Linked DNA regions of Mus musculus: regions 2 and 3 are each linked to region 1. A link is a contact called in public HiChIP or PLAC-seq and promoter capture Hi-C data. All regions are on one chromosome and are shown on one strand. The core of a region is the stretch at or near the end of the contact, and the rest is flanking DNA. Distances in the headings are between cores, read along the strand shown.

The links. Promoter capture Hi-C pulls out the DNA fragments that hold promoters and counts their contacts. HiChIP or PLAC-seq counts read pairs in DNA pulled down with a chosen protein or histone mark.
Region 2: a promoter capture Hi-C map of second pharyngeal arch cranial neural crest shows a contact between it and region 1. The contact joins the enhancer-like site here to the promoter of Ctsh in region 1. A contact is called at or near these places in 16 of 39 promoter capture datasets (the 3T3-L1 cell line, 3T3-L1-derived adipocytes, the C10 cell line and 9 more), 1 of 484 Hi-C or Micro-C datasets (nephron progenitors), 2 of 115 datasets of contacts at active chromatin or transcription factors (bone marrow-derived macrophages and stem cell-derived neural progenitor cells) and 1 of 9 other capture datasets (liver).
Region 3: a contact with region 1 is called in an H3K4me3 HiChIP or PLAC-seq map of bone marrow-derived macrophages, with 2.6 times the contacts expected there. The contact joins the enhancer-like site here to the promoter of Ctsh in region 1. A contact is called at or near these places in 1 of 39 promoter capture datasets (cranial neural crest), 5 of 115 datasets of contacts at active chromatin or transcription factors (bone marrow-derived macrophages, cardiomyocytes, embryonic stem cells and 1 more) and 3 of 9 other capture datasets (adipose tissue, embryonic stem cells and liver).

Annotation. Positions count from the first base shown.
Region 1 is chr9:90,051,360-90,056,119 of GRCm38.p6, forward strand. Ctsh (cathepsin H) reads left to right here and starts at 2,908. Exons shown (of 12, transcript NM_007801.3): 1 at 2,908-3,275. The coding sequence starts at 3,191.
Region 2 is chr9:89,804,219-89,808,978 of GRCm38.p6, forward strand. No RefSeq gene overlaps it. Among named protein-coding and RNA genes, the nearest start is that of Mir184, 4.3 kb to the left of the region's middle. Within about 2 kb of position 2,738, at least 15 of the 459 cell types and tissues checked have an H3K27ac peak or open chromatin away from gene starts, as enhancers often do. A contact at or near this core is called in second pharyngeal arch cranial neural crest, where this site is marked.
Region 3 is chr9:89,867,533-89,872,292 of GRCm38.p6, forward strand. No RefSeq gene overlaps it. Among named protein-coding and RNA genes, the nearest start is that of Rasgrf1, 40 kb to the right of the region's middle. Within about 2 kb of position 2,284, at least 54 of the 459 cell types and tissues checked have an H3K27ac peak or open chromatin away from gene starts, as enhancers often do. A contact at or near this core is called in bone marrow-derived macrophages and pancreatic cancer cells, where this site is marked.

The DNA.
Region 1 (4,760 bases), core at 1,658-4,157:
GGCTTTGCCCAGCTTACTGAAAATGTGTTCAAAAGCCAACCTTCGCCAACAGTTGGGCTAGACCATTTGTCAAATAAAACCCATTACATAATAAAGACCAAAGACCAAAACAGCTCAAGCCATTTGCCTCACAGAGTTTGCTTCAGAATGCCAGCTGCTTCCCCTCAGAAGCTCTGCTGACTGGAGCCGCAGGTCACTGAAGCTGCCATCCTGGAAAGAGCTCAAAACTCAAAATTGAAATGTTAGACCTAGTGGGGAAACCCCCACCCAATTCCCGATTCGGCGTGCACCCAAAAAATCACGAAGGACCATCTCTTGATGTAATTACATGAGGACGTTTAATTACGGAGCTCCGGACCTGTTGTGTCCGGCCAGCAGATCACAGCCTGGGTTCTAGCCTGGAAAGACATTTTGGAAACCTGGAAGAGAAGAGGGGCTGGGCTGCGCGAGATAAGGAAGGAACCAAGACAAAGGTCTCTGCTCAAGGTTCAATTTTTACTATTCCGGCACTCAGTTATGAAGGAAGGGGGAGGGGCCTAATTCCCACCAATTAATCTTGGAGTCCAATAGCAGGGTGACCACGTGTATGGCTCCAAACAGCAAAGCAGCAGGTTCCAGCAGTGGGCGTGGCAGAACGATTGAGCCGGCAAGCTCCATCCAGGTGTAAACTGTGGAACCATTAAGGCTGGGGGAGGGGAGGCTACAGGGACCGACATGCATCCCACACAGGAGATAAAGGATGTTGGCCACGAGGCTCGAAAGCTAGGGGTCAGGCCGGGCGTGGTGGCTCATGCCTTTACTCACAGCACTTGGGAGGCAGAGGCAGGCAGATTTCTGAGTTCGAGGCCAGCCTGGTCTACAGAGTGAGTTCCAGGACAGCCAGGGCTATACAGAGAAACCCTGTCTCGAAACCCCCCCCCAAAAAAAAAGAGGAAAGCTAGGGATTTTTATGGGGTAAGGGGCTTAGGGGTGTGGAATTCAGCATAGTGACACACTATTGGCTTATTTAAACATTAACAGAAAGATTACATGTTAGCAAAAGGGCATCAGAAAAAAACAAAAAAACAAACAAAAAAATGGTGGCGCACGCCTTTACTCCCAGCACTTGGGAGGCAGAGGCAGGTGGATTTCTGAGTTTGAGGCCAGCCTGGTCTACAAAGTGAGTTCCAGGACAGCCAGGGCTATACAGAGAAACCCTGTCTCAAAAAACCAAAACCAAAAAAAAAAAAAAAAAAAAAGGGCATCAGAACTTTGTTCCTGTGGGCTGGGGGCTTATCTTGCTCACATAGCAACCAGTTGATGTATGACTTTACCTGGCGTCAAGGGGCAGTAGACAGAGGGGAGGTTCCGGCCAGGTGGTGTTGACCCAGACAAGATAGCCCTGCTTGTACAATCAAGCTGTTCTTAGGACTGTCTTAACAACAGCCCTGTCTGTTCTGCTTTGTTCTCGGCCCCAGGCCTAGACTCATAGACAACTCTTTTACATGAATTACAAGATACAAAATCTCATTTTCTTTCAGAAACACATTGTCTTAGTCAGGGTTTCTATTCCTGCACAAACATCATGACCAAGAAGCAAGTTGGGGAGGAAAGGGTTTATTCGGCTTACACTTCCATACTGCTATTCATCACCAAGGAAGTCAGGACTGGAACTCAAGCAGGTCAGGAAGCAGGAGCTGATGCAGAGGCCATGGAGGGATGTTCCTTACTGGCTTGCTTCCCCTGGCTTGCTCAGCCTGCTCTCTTATAGAACCAAGACTACCAGCCCAGAGATGGTTCCACCCACAAGGGGCCTTTCCCCCTTGATCACTAATTGAGAAAATGCCTTACAGCTGGATCTCATGGAGGCATTTCCTCAATTGAAGCTTCTTTCTCTGTGATAACTCCAGCTGTGTCAAGTTGACACACAAAACCAGCCAGTACACACATCAAGTCAGATATCCTAAAATGGGAGCCCTTTGCACACTATCTGTCCTTGGAGCCATACTCCAGGCCTGTCAGAACCGATCAGTGTAGATTCAGTGTCCACATGTCCAGAGTATCTGAAAGACGTGCCTTTGTGTGGTGGCTTTTGGTTCGGTTTGTCTATTTGGCTATTTGGGGGGGGTGGGGGGGAGTGTGTGTGTGTGTTTATAGGAGTACTAGGCATTGAACTTATTCAAGGCTTATATGAGAGCCTTGTGCATGATGGACCATGCTCGCTGAGTTACATCCGTAGCCTCAGGGCTTCTTAAATAGAATTCTGAAAACTGGTCAAAGCCACTAGACCAGTAGTTTCAACCTCATTTTATGGTGATCCCCAAACCATTAGATTATTTTTGTTGCTATGTCATAACTGTACATTTGATACTATTATAAATTATAATATAAATATCTGTGTTTTTCGATGGTCTTAGGTGGCCCCTTTTAAAGGGTCATTTGACCCCCAGGTAGAGAACCACCTTACTATACTTAATTCTAAAAGACTTCTGGAATCTCTTCCCCCGGCACTAGAAAGACAGAATCTGACCAAAGAATCTCAGGAGAGGAAGGTCATTCTGCCTTCATCAAAATGCCATGGGCTGCCAGGAGAAACTTGTAAAGGAGGCTGAAACAGGAGGGTTACAAGTTCAAAGACAGCCTGGGCTATATGGGGACTGTAAGAAGAAAAAAAGAGCCAGGTGTGGTGGCGCACACCTTTAATCCCAGCACTTGGGAGGCAGAGGCAGGTGGATTTCTGAGTTCAAGGCCAGCCTGGTCTACAAAGTGAGTACAGAGAAACCCTGTCTCAAAAAACCAAAACAGAAGAAGAAGGAAGAAGAAGGAGGAAGGAGGAGGAAGCAACGCAAATGCCTGGAAGCAACCCAAATGCCTGTTGGGGGTGAGCAGTCCAGACAGCCCTCTGGTTAAGTCATTTCAAGCTATAGGGAAGGCCAGGGAGCTATGGTTCAAGAAACCTTCACGGAGACGGAGTTACCAGAGATGGGGACAGACAGGAAACTGGGGATTAGGCTGCGCTTCCTCCCACTTGGCAGGGACTAGCCTTCAGGGTCAGACCCTGAGAACCCTTCTTCCCAAGAGCAGGAGTGTAATGGCCACAGGGGGCAGGAGAGGAACCATCATCACCTAGGCGGAGGCCAGAGTCGCCCCACCTCCTTTCCACAGGCTGGGCTCAGAGGGCACTCGGTGGGACCGGGCAGTGAGCGCCGAGATGTGGGCTGCGCTGCCGCTGCTGTGCGCTGGGGCCTGGCTGCTGAGTACTGGGGCCACCGCCGAGCTGACCGTGAACGCCATAGGTAGGAGGGAGAAAGTGGGGCGCAGGGCTCCGAGGGCACCGGAGGGAGAACAGGGACGGGCTAGTCTCGGGGGACACGCGTCTTGCGTGATCCGAGGAACAGGCTGGCAGGTACCTAGAGTCCTTTTGGCTCAGATCTAGATACAGAAGCCTTCAGCCCCTTCTGCCGGACAGCTAAGGGCACAAAACTTTCCTGTCCCACCACGGGAGGGAGCGGGACATCCCAGCCTGTACTTTCCGTGGACTTGGCCTCCCCGGGGATCGCCCTGCCTGGGTTATTAGTCCGACTGTGCCGTGCTGGGGTGACTCCCTGCCCTGCGGAACATGGGGCACCCACAGAAGTTTTAACCCTAGCGTCTGTGGTGTGCCTGGAAAAAGCTGGCTCGGGAAAGTCGCCTCAACTCTTGGCAAAGTGCAACCGCAGGAGACTAACCAGTAAATATTTTACTGTGTACAACGTTGGTCTCTGTAGCAACTCCTAAAGGCTACAAACGAACCTTTGGAACCTGTGGAACGAACGCAGCTACGGGTAGCTGGTTCTAATAGATGTTTATTTATGGACAGTGAAAACAGAAGTTAAAGCGCGCCAGCCATTTTTAAGTGTAAAGAGCCGGTCAATCAAAGCCCCTGGCTGAGAGTAGATGGTGGTCTGGGATTTCCTAGCCCTGCTGATGGTCCTTCCGCAGGACACACAAAACTTCCTTTAAAAAAAAAAAAAAAGATTTTATTAGCATATATTAATTGTACTTAATAATAAGTTTCATTATTACATTTTCATGAGTGTTTATAATATATCCTGATATATTTCAGCCTTCATTACCCTCTATTGTTCCCCCTCCCATTTCTACTTTCTCTTACCAGCTTGTCTTTCTTTCTTTTTGGTTTTGTAACTCACTGGAACTAGGGCTTTCAGAGAGAGAGATAAATGCCACGTAGCAAATTCATATTGCTGTGCTGACTTGGGTCTCTGGGGATCTCCCGGGCAGTGTGAAGACATCCCAAACGATCCGGACTCAGACTGTATCAGCGAAATCAGTCTAGAAACTTAGTCTCTCTCTCATTTTCTCTCTCTCTCTCTCTCTCTCTCTCTCTCTCTCTTTCTCTCTCTCTCTTCTCTCCTCTTTTTCTCTTTCTCTCTCTTTCTCTCTCTCCCCCTCCCCATCCCCTTTTCTCCTCATTCCTCCCTCCCTCGTATCTTTCTGTGACCCTCTGGGCTTTATTAGGGTTATCAAAAACATGGTCACCTTACCTTACCAGCCACTACACCACTGAAGAAAATGTATCTTTCCTTCCGCGGCCAATCCCCCACCCCCACAACTATTAACTAACCTATAAATCCTCAGGCAGAGATGGGACCCTGAGAGCCCCTCCAGCCTTTTTGGGTTTCTGTTTTTAATTCATTTACTAGCCAAGGATGACCTTGAACTCCTGATCTTCTTGTCTATCCTCCAACTACTGAGATTCCAGGCATGTGTCAAGCCCTATG
Region 2 (4,760 bases), core at 1,488-3,987, 250 kb before region 1:
GAAAGCAGATACCAAGCACCAAGTTCAAATTCATTACGCCTACCTCCGGGCTCAACCACTTTTAACTGGCTTCTGGAGCTTCCCAGTTTTCTTGTTCTAAAGAACTAGACGTTCTAAAGGCTACACCGAAAGTTGCTTTGAGGATTGAAATGCACAGCATAAGGTTCAGACTCGCTGAGGTCTCTGTGCTTGCATTGGCCTGGACTTAAATCACCCTGGGCCTCTGGGAGGTTCTACGAGTCTCTGACCATCTCACTTGGCATATCTGTGACCCACCTGTGGCAACCCAAACCCACAGGGCAATGAGAAGCTCAATCCATACAAGTGAACAAAGACCACTTAGTGCAGAGAATTTAGCAGACACACAACTGACATCATTAACAAGATAATTCCTCTATAGGCAGTGGCCTTGACACAGGACTTAACACACATCCTTAACAAATAGTCTAAAAACTATGGTGCTTTGAACCATGTTCACAATTGCCTCGGGTACACACGAGGCCAGTCATGTGAATGAGCCTTTGCCCTGGTTGCCATCCGTATGGGGGTGGGGGGGACACTAAATATGCATCTATTGCGGGCTGCTCCTTAAACAGGACCAAGAAATAATAGAGTTTCCACCCTCTGACTTGAAGGATAGAAGGTTCAATGAAAGACGCATGCAGGATTGAAGCCTCTGCACAGTGAAAAATCAAACGCAGCCCCTGGACTGGAAGAAGTTAGCGCTTTGACATGCGAGGAGTCCAGCCCGGTCAGAGATGGGAGGAACCTGACTTACAATCCAATAGGTGGTCTAAACCCACCCCCAAACCCCTATGTCAGCCTCTGAGTGAAGCTGGGTCTGGGCAGTGTTAGACCTATGGTCTAGCCTCCTTTTCTTCCAGATGAGAAAGCAGAGCGAGGGTTAACGTGTGCTCAGTTCTGAAGGATGCAGAGGATGAAGCATTTGCAGAGGAGGAAGATGGCTTCTTCTCACCAGCAGGAGTGAGGAAAGCAGTTACCTAACTAGAAGATGTCACTCTACCGGGCCACTCTCACCACCTGTCAGAGACCCAAACCGTGAGAAGAGAAAGCACAGTGGTTCACCTTTTCATCTAGGGAAACAGTTTTTCTGTCTCTTTTTGAGACTCCCACCGTTTTGTTTTGTTTTGTTTTGTTTTGTTTTTTGCCACAACCCTGGTGGAGTGTCTCTAAATACACGAAAACTCACAAGTACTCAAAACTCCAGCGCATCTTCAAAGATGGCTCCTACTTTGCCTCCATAACTGAAAGGTGATGCTAGAGCAGGTAGAAGTTCATTGCCAAGGCCACTCTTGTCACTTTGCTCCTCTGGCACACACACAAAGCTCACAGGTCAGTATCTAAAGTTGCTTAACATGTGTATTTCTTATGGCCATCCTATTGAATTCATTTTTTGTTCAATGTAATCCATCTGACAGATGCTGAAGAGACCAGGGGTGCTGTGTTCGATGTGAGGCAGAGCCATGCAGAAGTGTGGAGGTTTTACACTGGAGACAGAAAGCATTCTAGTTTGCCAATGAGTGTGTAAACGATGGTCGGCGTATAAGGCGAGACCAGTCAGGATGCCTGGGATGCTACACTCCTTAATTTGTGTCCTGCCTGGTAAGCAAAAGGTAGCTCCAAGAAAAGCCACGCTCGAGTCAACATGAATCTTGGGAACAGACAACCATGGAAAGACCGGGAAGGCAGCTGTTCTCCATGCACGGGAGATGTGCAGAGACTCAGCTCTGTGTCAGCGAGGACCTGTCTCTTCTCTTAAAATTGAGATAAGCATTCTTAGAGATAAGCAAATAAATCTCTTGGTAAAATGCCTGCCACACAAGCACAAGAGCCTGAGTTCCAGGACAGGACGGGATGCAGTCTCTAAACAAGACAGGCAGCTGATGACGCTGACATTTGACCTCTGACCTCGAAATTCATAGGTACTTGCGCACCCAAGAGCATATGAAACGCATATACCTCTACACACACACACACACACACACACACACACACACACACACACGCACACCAATTAAATAATGACACTTTGATATTCAGGTAGCATCTGCATGCCACCTGCTGAGCCCAGCCCAACCCTTCCTTCCGGGCAGCAAGGGTCATAGCAATGCAAAAAGTGTGTCCTGGAAGATAAGCGTCATCCTTCTCAGTGCAGGGGCCCTGCTGTCCATAGCCAAGGAGAGTCAGTCAGCATGGTCTCTCGGGTGTAGCTAGAGTGGTCCTATTTCTATCAGAGAGACAAAATGCATGCAGGAGCCCATCCCACGATACCCCTAGGACCCGGGTTTAGTGCATCCCTTTTGCTTGTTACTCAAATCTCTATGCCACTGAGCCTAACCCCAACACTCCTTCCAAAACTCATTCCAAGTCATTTTGGGGGGGCTAAGTGACAAAACAATGTGTTGTTATCTTCTGATTATGGCAGGGTTTGTCTTTCGACTTTTGTTCCTAAAAATACCACCAGCACATAAACAGGGTCCTATAACTAGGGAAAAGATCACTTTCACGATGGCTGGCCCCGGCCTCACCAGTCCCTTCTCATTGACTCACTCATTCTATAGTTCCAGAACTGAGTTCCCCTCCAGCCTTCCATAGATACCTTGGTGATCTTTACTAAAATGCACTCTAAATACACTAAGACCGAAGTAATAGCTGACTTAAACATTCCCACATCTGATACAAATTACTTTCCAGAAACCTGTTCATCTCAGGGTAGCACTATTCTTAATACATAATAGGAAACAGATGGAGAGGGGGTAGAAATGTTGCCCAAGGCTTCATAGCTCCTCCCAATCAGAACCTATATGCACTTCCATTTGATTTCTCTCCTTTATCCACTCTCTCGTTGCAGGAAATAGGAATTAGTATAATACTCGACTCCCGCAAACATCACAAGGTCACACATGCCATGAAACCCATTTCCTGTTCGGATTAGCCCCACACTGAAGAAGAGTTTAACCATGGAGCTAGCTTGAAGGTAAAGCAAATTAGTTAACCAGGTGCTAATCCATACCCTGCCCATCTTTCATGAACATCTTGTCCCAAAAGTGACCCTGAAGATCCCCAAGGCACTTTCTCTCTCTTTGGTATTGCCTGACTCTCCTCAGGTTATGAACTCCCAGCCTGCCAGTTCTCGGCTGGGCAGCCTGTCACATTAGCTTGTGTCTCACATAATCCTTTCCTGTCGACTGACTGCCTCCACCCAAGCCTGTCTGTTTGCCTACTCGAGAGTTCCTTCTGAGCAGTGTCAAAAATGCCCTCCGCAGGGAAAAAAAAAAATCCCAAAGCTTGCACCGTGTTTGGGACACATTAAGCTATAGAGGGGATTGAATCAGGACAGACAAAGGGACAGAAATGACCAAGCACTGAGCCTCTTACAGCAGGTGCCACTGCCTGGCCCCTGTATCCCGGGGCTCCGACTCTCAGGCTCCTCCCTGTCCTCCATCTAGCTGAGCTCAGCTCATCCCATTTAATGAGCTCAGGAATGCAACCAGTTGAGACACCCAGTGTTTGCTTTGGCATCTTTGGGCTGAGCTGTGGCCGAGGCCCTGCTCATCCACCTGCCGGATCACACAGCTCAGCCCTTGGATAGCATCCACTGGCAATGGGAGGACAACACCCAGAGCAGGGCTCAAGCCTGTTGAGTATGCTCTGAAGTATAATAAGGAGCCACTGTGGACCTGGACAAGCATCTGGGTCAGGTTGATCTCAGCCTGACTGTGCTTAACCACAAGGGCTGGAGGCATCAGAATTGAGGAAGCCGCTCCCTTCTCTGAGTACCACTAGACCCTAAGGGTCCTGAACTGTCTCTCACTGGAGTCCACATGCTAATCTGAAGTTTGATCAGAAAGCACTGGCTAAGCATGTACCTGGGCTGTGGGCTGAAACTAATGCTGTCAGACTGGAGTGTAAGGGTGTCAACAGAGGCATAGAAATGGAGCCAGAATTCTTTAACCCAACCCAGCTTATGATTTCAAACTAAGTCAAGACTTTAAGGATAAAAGAAATAGGAAGAAAAAAAATGTGACATCAGAATGGTTTTAGAAAACCTGGTGTACAACTAAATCAAGAACCTACGGACAGGGAAGCTACCTGGGTTTGGAGGCAACAGGCTACAAGATTCATAAGACTCCCAGGCAGGTGAGCAGGGGGGCTGGAGAGGCAGGTGGCAAGGGTCTGAAGAGCGGAGCGAAGAGGAATGCCCTCTTTTCTGGAAGCTTGCACTGTGCACACCTCTAAGTCCTCGGTTTAGGGACTCCCCTACTAGGGACATAAACTTTAAAGAGTTTTGTCTGTTTGTTCATTGCTGCTTCTAAAGTGCCTAAGAGCAGAAACTGCGATCGTGGAAGCTCACTCAACACTGGTGAATAAGGAATAAGTAGTAAGTAGATGCACAGCTTCCCTGCTAGAGAGCTGTGGGCTGTCAGCGAGTAGAGTTTGGTTTTGCAAATACAGAGCCTGGTGTCAACACCCTTAAAATCTGAGGAGAAACAATTAAACCTCCCTTTCTTCTTGCCCTCCGGCAAGTCATCTTCCAATAAGCCCATTATCCTAGGGAAACTGTCTCTGCCTTTGCAATTTCCGAGTTAACCTGACCCAGCACGCTCTACAAACCTCAATCTCACGCAAGGTGATGAAAACTAAACAGAAACAGACCAGAAGGTAGTCATCAAAGGGGGCTTGTCACTGGAAGACAGCAGGGTTCATGTCAGATCTGTTCTGTGTCCTCCTGAAGAAAG
Region 3 (4,760 bases), core at 1,034-3,533, 180 kb before region 1:
CTCTCTGTGTAGACCAGGTTGGCCTCAAATTCACAGAGAACTGCCTGCTTCCAGAATACTCCCTGGTGTGTGTGTGTGTGTGTGTGTGTGTGTGTGTGTGTGTGTGTGTGTGTGTGTGTGTGTTTAAGTATCCTTTGTTGTCCCAAGTTACCTATTTTTAATTCTTTTTTATTTTTAGATATATTTGGACCTCTCTTCTGTAATGGAAGAATTTCCCAACTCTTTTAGTAGAGGCAGGAGGGAGACTGGGTCTGAACTCAAGACTTCGTTCATCACAGGCAAATGAACCACCATTAATCCACATTCCCATCTCTCAGTATCTTAGGCAGGTTCTCTCTAGATACTCCTTACTATACACAGGCTGACCTCAAACTTCCAATCCCGCCTCTGCCACCCGAGTGCTGGGATTACAGGTGTATGTCATCATGTCCAGCTACATACAGTGTTTCTCAGTGGTTTCTCTTTACATACAAAAGTGTAGCAAGGAAGTTGAGGTGCTTCTGCATACAGGTGGCTTTTTTAGCCTAGAGTGACAATCTGGAAACCAGTTGATGAACTAGTAGGGTAATTCCTAAGTCCCTGGGTGGGGGTGCCCTAGGGTCAAGATTCATCCAATCCCTCCAGAAAAAAAGCTGGTTAGTGTATTTCTCTCTCCCCCAGGCCCAAACTCTCAGCCAGGTGCGTGTATCCTATATGGAAGCTGGAGAGCGCAGACTCAGTCACCACAAGTAGCTGCCCCTCCCCTGCAGCCTTGCCCCGCCCCCGCGGCCCTCTTCCTTCTCCCTCCGGATCCTGCAGAGTGTGGCTTTTGCACTCACCTCCAGCTTCAGGAGGCGGCACTCTGACAAGCAGCCATCCCTCTCCTTGCAGGCCATTTATTTGCACATTAAAAACCAGTGGCTTCCAGCGGCTGGCTTCTGTTGACAGCATAATGACTTTTATTAAAAGGCAAAGCAGGCTCCGCTCTATTCCCTCTGTACATTATTTTCTTCTCCTTAACCCTGCTCCTCCGCCGCCGCGGCCGCACCCTCCCCTTTCCTTCTGTCTTCTCTAAGCTACACTCTGGGGGTCTTCCGACATTGTTAAAAATAATAAAATCTGGGCTACTGCTGACTGTTGCTCCTGTGTACTTACTGTCATTCAGGTGACACCATTTACCAGAACAGTGGCTTCATCATAACTGCCAAAAGCACGAACTGTGTTACACGGGGAGTGTGCACCTGCCTTATGCTCTTAAAAGAGAAGAAATCTCTCCCAAGAAAGGATGGTTTCAGGGAGGGTGAATATTTAAATACTTTAAAGTTTCAAACCTTTCTGAGGGGTTTTGGTTTTTGGTTTTGTTGTTGTTTGGGGGTGACATTGTTTCTCTTTTGTTTGTGTGTGTTTTGTTTTGTTTTGCTTTGTTTCATTTTGGTTTGCTTCCTGCTGTGAGTACTGACCATTTGCCCCTGTGCTTGCAGGTGATTTGGGCCTGTAAGCCTTTATGCTCAGAACATGGCCACACACACCTTTACCTCAGGTTCTGGGCAGTCTCAAACTTGGGTATAGACAGGCTCTGCCATTAATCCACTGTCTTGCCAACAGACAGTTGGCACTGAGTCTGTCTCAAATGTCTGTGGTCCTGGTGAGATCTGTTTTCAAATACAAGCTGCTTTCTCTAGCTCACTTGGTTGTATTTAAATCCATCAGAGAGGATTTGAACCCCTACTTGTGGAAGGGATGCCTTTGCACTGCTCTATGCCTTTCTCTTCTGTTTCGGACGGTTGGGGTTTGCGGTTCTTGATCCTGTTTTTTGCTTTGAGACAGGGTTTCAGGTATCCCAGGCTGCCCTCTAACTTGTCATGCAGTTGAGGATGTCCTGAACCTCAGGATCCTTCAGCTTTCTTGTCCACAGTGCTGGGATTATGAGTGTGATACATCACACAGATTCACCTTTGCATTTTGTCTGCTCTCCATGGATGTATCCTTCAGACAAAGGCCTCTAACTGGAGATGCTGACCCCACAAGAGGCAAGTCCCTGTTGGGAAATAGGTCCAGTGCCGTGCAATGTCTTTTCTTAAAGACAGAAAAAAACAAACAAACAAAAAACAAAAACAAAAAACACAAGGCCTTCATCAAGAGAAACTGAAATGTGAGAGTCCATGAGATGGGGGGTCGGGGGTGTGTGTGTGTGGGTTCCCCCTCAAGGAAGTCTTGGTGGAGGGAAAGCAGCTGCAACAGGCTGAATCAGAACCCTTTGAGGACCATGACTAGGCAGGAAGCTGTGAATTGCAGGGTATGACACACAAATCTTTCAAAGCTTGGGGTTGCTGCTAAAGGCCAGCCAAGGAAGCAGATCAGCCTCCCTTGCTGAGGGGCAACTGCGTGCTAGCAGGTTCATGCTCAGGAATTAGAAGGTACAGGGCATAGCTTCCTTTCATAGTCTCCCACAATCTGCTCAGAGGAGAGAGAAGGAGAGAGGTAGAGGGAAGAGAGGGAGGGAGGGAGGGAAGAGAAGGAGGAAGAAAAGAGAGGGAGGGAGGGAAAGAAGGGAAGAAGGGAAGAGAGGGAGGGGGGAAAGAGAGGGAGGGAGGGAGGAAGCCAGGGAGGGAGCCAGGGAGAGAGCAAGGAAGTGAAGGAAGAGCACTGGAGGGAAGGAGGAAGGGAGCAAGGGAGGGGGAGAGAGAGGGACAGAGGGAAGGAATAAGTAGGGAGAGATGGAAGTGGAGAGAGGGAAAAGAAGAGACAGGGAAAGAAAGGAAAAAATAACTTATGATAAACGGCAAAGAAAAGATTGGCTGTATGGTAAGCCAGGTACGGTCTGTTCAGGGAGGAATGCCCTGAGGAGTAGAAATTTGAATGACAATCAATAGTCACACATTTATAGCTTCCAGACAGGAACCAGGGATCTCCTTTGGCTGACATTTGCTTATCCTTGGATGCATGAGCCAGTACCATCTTGCAGGTAAGGAGACGAAGGCCCGAAAGAAAAAACAAACAAGCAAACAAACAAACCACCTTCCCTGTGTCAGCCTGTGCTGTCGCTTAGATCTGGAATCCCCTCATCCCAAAGTCCCCCTTGTTAAAAAGCAGGGGCACCAGGTAGATATGAGTGCTTTAACTCGGCCTTCTGAGAAAAACTCAGCGAGAGAGACTTGTAGCCATGACACACAGAGGCTTAGGCATGGCACACAGGCTGTAACACAGACATCAGTGTCTCCCAGACAGAGACAGATCCCCTGGCAACCCTAACCTGTGTGACATATGCAGCATTAGTCCCAGCTACGGGTTGTGTCTAAAACATGTGATTTTTTTTTTCTGATCCCTGAAAAAAAGCAGAGAAAAAAAAAAAAGATCCTGCAACACGACCTAGCTCAGAATGCCAGGATCTCCCCAGGCTAAGGGAGGTGGCACCCCAGCCTGGTTCTGAGTGTAGGCCCCGCCTCTTGGATGCTTGGGGAAGGGGGGCAGCTGCCTATCCCTCGCCCTCTGCTTCCCCAACACCCCCGCCCCTCTAGAACATTCACAGAAGCTCATTACAAAAGCTTTTAGCAGCACTGTTTTAAAATGTTTGGTTCTGGTGGGTGTTGGGTGAATACAATTAAAACAAAATCTCCCAGCCCAGAAACCTTTCCCCAAAGGTAAAGGAGGAGAGAGAAAAGAATTTTACTACTGAGCAAGCACCCAGCTGGACTGTGGTGCATATCAGGGAACATGATAAGCCATGACAGAGGCCAAAGCAAAGCAAGCTCAGCACATTACATCCCACATCCTCCAGGTCAACAGTAAGCAACCCTCAGTGAGAGGGTCTAACAGCAGGCTTCCTCAACATCCATCTTACATCTACTTGACAGTGTTTGATAATTAGCTCTCTCCAAGGAGAAAATGAGCTGCTGTTTGTATGAAGAGAAGGAGGATTGAGGGCCTGTGTACACTCATGTGTGTGCTTTGTGTGTGTGTGTGTGTGTGTGTGTGTGTGTGTGTGTGTGTGTGTATGTGTGTGTGCGCGCGACAAGTGTGAGCATTTACGAGCATGTATGTGCATATAGGTAACTGTGAGCACACCTGTGCTATACAACACCAGAGGACAACCTGGGATGTCCTCTCACCTTCCACCTTGTCCGATGGGGGTCTCCTTGTTGTTTTCCCACTGCATACTCTAGGCTAGCTCACCTGCCAACTTCCAGGCTTGTTTCTGCCTCCCTTTCCCTCTGCATCTCTGCAGGGAGAGCATTGGGATTCTAGACCCTCCATGCATGCTAGGCTTTATGTGGGGGTCTAGAGATTTGAACTCAGGTCTTCAAGTTTATAAGGCAGGCTTGGAGTCTGGAGAGTTGGTGGCTACCCTAGGGCACCTAGGACACTGTCTTCTCTGGTCATTACATTTCAAAGTGATGATTGATCCCCAATTCTTAAAAGGAAACTTTCCTGGGTCTATGAGCAACAGAGCTGGCAAGGGAATATTTTGGTGTTTAAAAGATTTATGTAGATTTCAAAAAAAAAAAAAAAAAGACAAGAAAAAGTCCTGTCTTCTAAAGCAAATGCTGTAAAAGAAGGGCGCCAGGAGTCCCTGGTCTCAACTGAAAGAATTAAGTTTCTCATTTTTTAATTTATATTTGCTCCTCCATGAGCATAAGGAAACTATTTTGGTGGACTTTATTTTTAAATAATCCTTTGGAAATAGAAATTATGAAATGTTTCTAAGGGAGAAAAGAGGTAAATTTTCTTGAGGGGAAGTCTCGAGGGGAAATGGAAACCACTGCTCTGGGAGATGTAAAGCC